2 separate regions of the Mus musculus genome follow, and region 2 is linked to region 1. Evidence: chromatin contacts called from public HiChIP or PLAC-seq data. All regions are on one chromosome and are shown on one strand. Each heading gives the region's core, a stretch centred on a gene start, on an enhancer-like site or on the middle of the called end of the contact. The rest is flanking DNA. Distances are from core to core; before and after follow the strand shown.

Region 1 (4,031 bases), core at 447-2,946:
GGTCTGACATGCTCCAGGCAAGCCCTGAACAGCCGAGCTATCTGCCTAATCCTATGTTAATAGTCCTCGTGAGGGTAGTTATTTCTCATTTCCAGACAGGTTCTAAGTTGTGCAGGCTGGCCTTGAACTTGTTATCCTATCTCAACTTCCCAAGCAACCAGGATTACAGGCCTGAGCCATCCACCCTTCCATGTCGGTCGTCTTTACAATGAAACTGATTTATGGAGATACTCTTCTTGGCCACCTTCTGGCCCCGGGGGACACAGTTAACAGTAATGGCTGACACTGTCCCAGCTGATGAAACTGAGGCCCAGAAGTAGAGTCAACCTACTCAGGGTTACCCAAGGATTCCTGGAGGCACAGGGATTTCTAAGCCCATTTTCCAGGCAAGTTAGCCGAGCAAGCTCTCTACTACAGAAAGGAAACGACTCAACCTCCAGCCAGCTGGCAGTGGAATGTGAGCGGGGGTCTCACTGCCCCGGGAATGAGGAGGTGGGAGATGGCAGCATCACCTGTAGGACCACAGAGATGGTCTTCTCTCCTGCCTTGGCTGCCCGCCACTTCCGGTAAGTGTCCGCCTTGAGAAGATTTTCGGCACAATGGGTCTGCAGGCAAGGGTGGAAAGGTGGAAGTTCTTTAAATAAAGCTGACTTTTAAAAATAAGATTATTTTTGAATGTTTAAACTCCCAAGAGCTAGCCGACTCTCCACACTTGACTTCACGCCAGTCCCACCACACACACACACACACACACACACACACGCATACACACACCCCTGCCTCGAGTTTTCCTTTCACCGAGTTTTTCTTCACAGTTAGAACTTCCCAGGCCCCTCTTTTTCCTTACTCTCCACAGTGGCCCCAAACTTCCCTAACTGCCCGTCTCTCTCGGAATGCACGTCCAGCCTCTGGAAACCCCACCCGGAGCCCCGCTCAGAATCCCGCCAAGATCCCCCCCCCCCTTTGCGCTTCCAAAGTCCTCAGCATCCCTCAGGAAGCCCCTGTCTCCCCGCTGCTCCCACGTCAGCCCCTCACCGAGTCCTGGCTGCTGCAGGACACGACGTGGCGGAGGCTGATCTCCGGCATGTCCACGCCCGTGGACGCCCGACCGTCCAGGGAATGAAGAAGAAGGGTTGCAGCTCCGGGGGGCCCCCGGAGAAGGTTGGGGGAGCGCGCGCGCCCTGCACGGGACTCAGTGCGCAAGCGCGCAAGGCTCGGGCCTTTCAAACCGCGGCGCGCCGGCGCACACGTCAACACTGCGCATGCTCGGTTGGGCCTCTCCGCGAGCGAGGCGCCGGGTTCCCTTAGCAACAGGCATTCCCCCTCCGGCCCCGCCTCTCTCAGGTTCCACCACTCTCCGGCCTAGCCGCCTGATAACGTGGAGACTCGGCTTCCTGGGAACCTAGCAACAAGAGCGGCCTCAGTGATTGGGTCCTACGTGTAATTTGCCCTGGTCATTGGACCGTGAGGTCACCAACCAAACCAGAGCCTTGCTCAGAAACGCTGAAGCTGAGAGTTTCCTGAAGCCTGAATCCTGTTTGAAATAAGATCTCTGGCACCTGTTGTTGCGGACACGCTCTGTTCCCCTTCTCTCTCCAAATGCAGACAAACAGACGGACGGACGGATGGACACACAGAGACGAACATCGACAGACAGATGGCCGACAAAGATCTCAGACCTCTCTTAGCTCATGACCTAACACCAAAAGAGAGGGAGAAAGATCTTAATACAAATTGTGCACAATATACTTGCGTGCGTCCACAAATACCTTGGTTCCCCAATGCCTTGTAAGCATTTGTCTCCAACTTTGCCCGTCTCTGTCTGCTGACAGGACCTCTTTTGTTCAGTCCCCTCAAGACCCAGGGGCACATCCCTGGGTGGGGTTGGAGCTGGACACAGCTCGAATACAGAAGCATGAAGGTGAGGCAGGCACACGAAAGAGAAAGGAAAGGCCACAAGGCGCCCGGCCCCCGCAGGACGGGTCTAGACATGCTGGGCGCTCCCCGGTTAGGACCCAACCTACGCTGGGCGCCTCCTTGGGAAAGGAGAAGAGGATGGATGCCAGTCTCCAAAGTTGCTCTGCACCCTCAGGGAATCAGATGACCCACTCCTACCTTAAGATTTGTGAACAACAACAATTAAAAAAAGGTGCTTGGATACATAACTGAGCTTCTGGGTCCAGGTGGAAGAAATTTGGGCCCAGGTGCAGAAAAGGGCTGGGTCCAAGTGGTTCAGTTTTCTTGTGGATGCTGGTTCCGTGGCTCTGACCCGGAGGCTGTGGAAGACTCCCATGGGTTCTGAGCTCAGCTATTTCTCACCCCAGGGTGAAGGTGGGACCAGACCCGCCCTTCCCCAGCTTCTTATAAGGGCTGAGGACCTGGGACTACAGGTTCACACACCATGATTCTGTTTAGAAGACACAGGACCTTCCTGCTGGCCTTCACACTGCTCTGTACCCTCCTGGGTCTCGGTAAGTGACAAAGGGACCTGGTCCTCTTCCCCAGTACCTCAGAGGGCATTGGGCAATGTCCTCAAGAGAGGGATAGCCTGAGAAATGAGATTTAGGAGAATAAAGAGGTGAAAACCTGGGGTCTGAGAAGGCTTGATGGGCCCTGCATGGTCTGTCCTCTAGGAAGGGCCTCAGAACATGACATCTGAATTCTAGGAAAGCAGATGAGAGAGCTTGGCCATCAAAGGCAAACTTTAAAATTAGTAATAAGGAGAGAGATGGCCTTTCTCTCTGGACCTAGAGGGATTCAGGACCTCATCTTACTCTTTTACTTAGACACAGTACTCCAAGCCAGCTTCACTGTCCCTGTGACCCAAATGGCTAGGTTCCTCCTCTGTCAGGACCAAGGAACTGATGCCAGCGATACCTCTGGGCCTCAGTCTCCCTTTCAAATGTAGGACCCAGACCTCAGAGTCAGGTACCTCTGCCTGAGCTGCCAGACTTCCGTGGTACCTTCCTAAGGGAGGGAAGTTCCACACCCCAAGAACCAGCTGGACCTGAAATTTTGCAAAAGCTCCATAGCACCTCTGCCACTATCCCTGCGTCTGAGCTTGCTCAGGGGACCCTGGCATCCAAAGTCCCCAAGCCTTGTAATTATTAAGTAAAACAGGCTCTGTGGTAGAGTCATTTCCTGCCCTGGACGCCACTTCACTGGCATCGCCACGGCTTCCTTGACTCTATAGCCAGTTCCCTGGACAGTTCTCAATGTCCCACCCATGGAAAACTAGAAAGAGCCCGGTCCCTCCCCAAAAGTCACCTCTCCAAAGCCCAAGTCACGGTCTGAAGACCTTCTTTAACCATGACCATATACCCTGTTCTCCACTCTCCTTGCTGCAGGGTGCCCTCTAACTTGTGAGGTGTGCAAAGGCTCGGGGCACACATGCAGCGGGAAGATGAAGACCTGTGAAGACGGCAAAGACGCATGCGTGGTCCTAGTGAGCGAGTCCAGCACAAGTAGGAGGGTGTGGCTTCAGCGGAAGGGATTGGGAGGGACCTCTAACTGTAGGTGGGGGATAGTCACAGTGAAATGTAGGAAGAAAATCAGGGGAGGGTTGAAATGGAAGAAGGAAGAGATAAAGCGCCAGTCAATTTCACTGGACCAGAGTTCAATTCCCAGTACCAACATGGTGGCTCACAATGGTCTGTAACTAAAATCTCGGGGGATTTTATGCCCTCTTCTGGTTACCACTGGTATTGCACACTTGTAAAGCACTTACATATATATACTCATGCACATAAAATATGAGGAGCTTGGTGAGGTAACTATGAGAGGACACAAGAAAGTAGCAGGAGGGAAACTGGTTTTTCTTTTTGTTTTTAAGAAAAATTCTATTTGTAATTAATTATTTGTGTGTGTGGGGGGGGGGGGGGCTATGCAAGAAAGCACAGTGTTTATGGGGCCTGGAGGAGAAAGATCCCTTGGAGCAAACGTTTCAGGCAGTTTCGAGACACCGGTGAGACGAGCTGAGTTTGGATCTTCTGCAAGTGCAGTTGGTGCTTTTTTTTTTTTTTTTAATATTT
Region 2 (4,031 bases), core at 638-3,137, 260 kb before region 1:
CTTCTATCCCTGTCAGTGAATTGCATTTGTTCGTATCAGGACTACAAGCTGAGTTCTGAGAGCGTTAAAGAATTTGATCATTTATAAGGCTATTAACATGCATGTCCTGACTATAGCTGAGAAAATTAGAGTTCTTGAATTGAAGCTATTCTACTATCAGAATAAGACTTTCAATCATAAATACAACTCATAGAGAGGCTGGGACTTTGTAAAGCCACACATATAGTCCACAGCGAGATCGGGAACCTGAACTTTTTTTGATCCTCTCGTGGTGCACCATCATAGACTATCACAGTTTCTTGTATGTCTCAGTTTATCCAAATAAACATTGTTTATCTCAGTTTCTCCAAATGGCTAAAGCTGAACAAGTTAGCAAAGACAAAGAGGCCAGATATCCAAGTTCAAGTCAGCTTCTGTGGGCCTGAGCAGACTTAGGTAAGGAGAGACAAACTGTATAGGCCATGGTCGTTCTGCATCAGAAGACATGAGGAGCTCAGGTCTGGGTGTTCTAGCGGTGGTCCTAGCTTGTTACCTTCTCGTCTCCTCCCCACACGTTAAAATTTTCTTTTATCCTTTCTAATCCTAGTTCACTCTGTTTCTTGAGCCTCTGATATTCTTTATCATCAGTAACATACATCTCTGTTTCTCAGTGTCCACAACCCTGGCTATATCCTATCTCATGACATTAAACCTGTTGGTCTCTTTAAAGCCATGGTTTTAATCAGAAGATCCACCCAGGGATGCCAGTCCCTGATAGTGACTGTCTAGTTGGCATCAAAACCCAGCCAGAGTCAAGCAGCCCCGAGACAGGAGGTGACCTGGGCTGATTTTTTTTTTCTTCTGACAATTCTTACTTGGCTCTACTTCTGGCAGTGCTTTTCTTTCTTGGCCCTTTAAATTGATTTCTCAGGCCTAGTCCTCCGGGTCCCGAGCTGGTGTATTCTGTTAGCTCTGGTGTGTATCTGGCCATAACCTTTGACTTGAAGTGAAAACTAGAATTGGCAAAATTACTAGAAGAACCTTGACATATATGCAACCGCTGACACTTGCAGACTCAATGAATTTTGAAAAGATTCAAGGGCAGGCATTTTTGGTTATCCTGAGATAAAACCAACATCCAGAAGATCTGTAATAGCCATTTTCCCCTCCTACTGGGCTGCCTTGTCCAGCTTTGACATAAGGGACTGTATTTAGCCCTATGGCTGGCATCTTTCTCTGCTTAGTTCAGTTGATGCCACTGGCAGACCTGCTCTTTTCTGAAAGGAAGTGAAGGAGATATGTGTCTGGGGGAGAGGGGGAGGTGGGGAGGTGGGAGGTAGGGGAGGTGTGCTTGGAATGTATTATATGAGAGAAAAATAAAATAAAATAACAAATAATTACTAAACACAGTAAACAAGATCTTGCTTATGTTGCCTTGATTGACTAATAAAAATAGTTAAGTTTTTAATCATTATAACCCTTTCAGTGTTTCCCCCCACATTTTTGGTTGCTCAGGCTTGATATTAGAGAACATTACAAAGGTAAAAGAGAGAATTGCCTACATTCTCCACCTGTCAAACTTTCAATTTGTATTTTTTTCCAGGCATACAGATGAATGTAAGTACAGATTTAATATCCCAGTTATCAAACATATGTTGTTTTATTTTCATCCAATAATTTATTTTCTTTTACGTTACATCCAGATCACAGCCCTCCCCCTCTGCTCCCAGTCCCACCCTTGCAAATCCCAATCCTAGTTTTTAAATAAACTTGTTTTTATGACTTTTCTCCTCATCTGTTACTCTTATTCCCAGAACTGGAACCACCACACAAAAATCTATCCCATGTCAGTGTGGGGAGCTGGGCAGTGCAGGGCAGCTCCCGGACTGAGGAACTCAGCTGTCACCCAGATACAGATCCGGGGCTTGGAGCTGGTCTGCTACAACATCTACCCCACCTATGAGCTGCTGAATCCCGGGCAGGACCGGTCCTGCAGAACCTGGTGCCCTTGGAGGTCAGAAGGACACAGTGGATCCCTTGAAACTGGTGCTTCCGAGCTGGGACCTGAGCCTAGGACCTCCATTAGAGCGGCCTGTTTGTTTAACTGCCTAGTCATCTCTCCAGCTCCAGGAAAGGAGCGGCTATTGGATGAACTCCAGTTTTACATCATTCTTGTTCTTTATTTGTCCAGTAGGACAAAAAAATAACTGTGGCCTCTTACTGCTTCTCTGTAGATTCAGGATTTGTCAATGTCTCGTGTATAAGAGGTGTTACCCAGACAGGTCCCCCAATCCTAGTCTCAAGGAATGAATCCTCCTGTCTCTGACTCCTAAGTAGCTGAGGCCACAGCTGCACGCCCCTGGCTGCAAATTCTTCTTGTAGTTTCCCAACTTGCAAAATCTTCTCGCAAGAATTATTCGGAGCGTTTGCAGGCGGCAAGGCAAGTGCTTGTCTGGGCAAGGAGAAGTTGTCTTTCCGAATCTTCCAAATGGAGCTTTTACTGTGAGCCTCATTAGTGTTTCCTGCTCCCGGTGAGGGGATAGGTGCTCGCTCCTACAGATCAGTTCATTCGGTGCATATTTGCTAAGTGCTCAGGGGCTCTGTGAATGGAAGTCCACGGAAGGCAGACTGACGGTCAAGAAAAAGTGTGATTCTGCAGGTGGTTTATTATGGAAAATTGTAAAGCAGGGAAAATGGGTTTCTTCATCCTACCACCTGGAAACATAGACACAGCTTAGCTTTGTTGATAGTTTTTCAAATTGTAGCTTAATTGTATTATTTCATTCTGAAGGGCACAGTCTAAACTGTATCTTAAGGCTTCCGTTTTTTCTCAAGAATCTTTACAAGATGGTGGAACTACAGTGTGGAGATTGACATCTCTCTCTCTCTCTCTCTTTCTCTAATACACACACACACACACACACACACACACACACACACATACAAGAATATGGTCTCTGGAGTTTTAAAATCTAGATTGTGAGCTTTTCTTTCCTTTTTTTCTGATATTCTCTCTCTTTCTTTCTTTAAAAGATTTATATATTTATTATTATATGTGAGTACACTGAAACTGTCTTCAGACACACCAGAAGAGGGCATCAGATCTCACTACAGATGGTTGTGAGCCACCATGTGGTTGCTGGGATTTGAACTCCGGACCTCTGGAAGAGCCGCCAGTGCTCTTAAACATTGAGCCATCTTTCCAGCCCCTGTGAGTTTTTCCTTGTTATTATTTTTTTCCTTTAAATTAAAAATTTAAGACACCATGTAGCCTGGCAGTGGTGGTGCACACCTTTAGTCCCAGCACTCAGGGGACAGAGGCAGGCAGATTTCTGAGTTTGAGACCATCCTGGCCTACAGAGTGAGTTCCAGGACAGCCAGGGCTACACAGAGAGACTGACTTGAAACCAACACCAAAAGTCATCACACAGAGCAGTGGGTTCATTCTGGATCTCTGCGTCGGTGTCATTGGGCTGACTTTGTTCTGACTTGCTCCCGTTCTTCAGTGCCTCCCCCATCTGTCTGCGTCCTCTCCTCCCCCAGCCCTCCCCCCCCCACTTCTGCTTTCTTACTTGGATGCCCTCCCTTCCTTTCTCCTCTCTTCCTTAAGATCTCTCCCTCCTGATCTCACGATTCCCTCTCTAGTTCATTGCTTGCACACACATCGTTTTAAATCTGGGCTCTGCATGTGAGAGCTGGCATGTGACATCTGTCTTTCTGAGTCTGGCTCATTTTCCAGTGAATATCACGATTTCATTTTTCTCCATGGCTGAGTAATAGTCCATTGCATGGATGCACCACAGTTTCTTTATCTGTTCATCTGTCCACGATCACTTAGGCTGTTTCCATTTCTTGACTACTGTGACCAGCACAGCAGCAATCATATATGTGCCTGCATCTCTGTTGACTGGAGTCTTTCAGGCAAATGGCCAAGAGTGGGATAGCTCTGTCACAAGGGCGCTCTGACTTTAGCTTTTTGAGACATCTTCATACTGATTGATGTACAAACGGTGTGCCAGTTTACACTCCCATGTACCCTTTCCCACATCCTC

The links. HiChIP or PLAC-seq counts read pairs in DNA pulled down with a chosen protein or histone mark.
Region 2: a contact with region 1 is called in a FOXA1 HiChIP or PLAC-seq map of pancreatic cancer cells. The contact joins the enhancer-like site here to the promoter of Xrcc1 in region 1. A contact is called at or near these places in 2 of 39 promoter capture datasets (the HPC-7 cell line and cranial neural crest) and 3 of 115 datasets of contacts at active chromatin or transcription factors (bone marrow-derived macrophages, embryonic stem cells and pancreatic cancer cells).

Annotation. Positions count from the first base shown.
Region 1 is chr7:24,544,364-24,548,394 of GRCm38.p6, reverse strand. It overlaps Xrcc1 (X-ray repair complementing defective repair in Chinese hamster cells 1), which reads right to left and starts at 1,696. Exons shown (of 18, transcript NM_009532.5): 1 at 1,560-1,696; 2 at 1,036-1,402; 3 at 513-605. The coding sequence starts at 1,086. It overlaps Pinlyp (phospholipase A2 inhibitor and LY6/PLAUR domain containing), which reads left to right and starts at 2,390. Exons shown (of 5, transcript NM_001037143.2): 1 at 2,390-2,471; 2 at 3,348-3,464. The coding sequence starts at 2,402.
Region 2 is chr7:24,803,102-24,807,132 of GRCm38.p6, reverse strand. No RefSeq gene overlaps it. Among named protein-coding and RNA genes, the nearest start is that of Ceacam10, 28 kb to the right of the region's middle. Within about 2 kb of position 1,887, at least 26 of the 459 cell types and tissues checked have an H3K27ac peak or open chromatin away from gene starts, as enhancers often do. A contact at or near this core is called in pancreatic cancer cells, where this site is marked.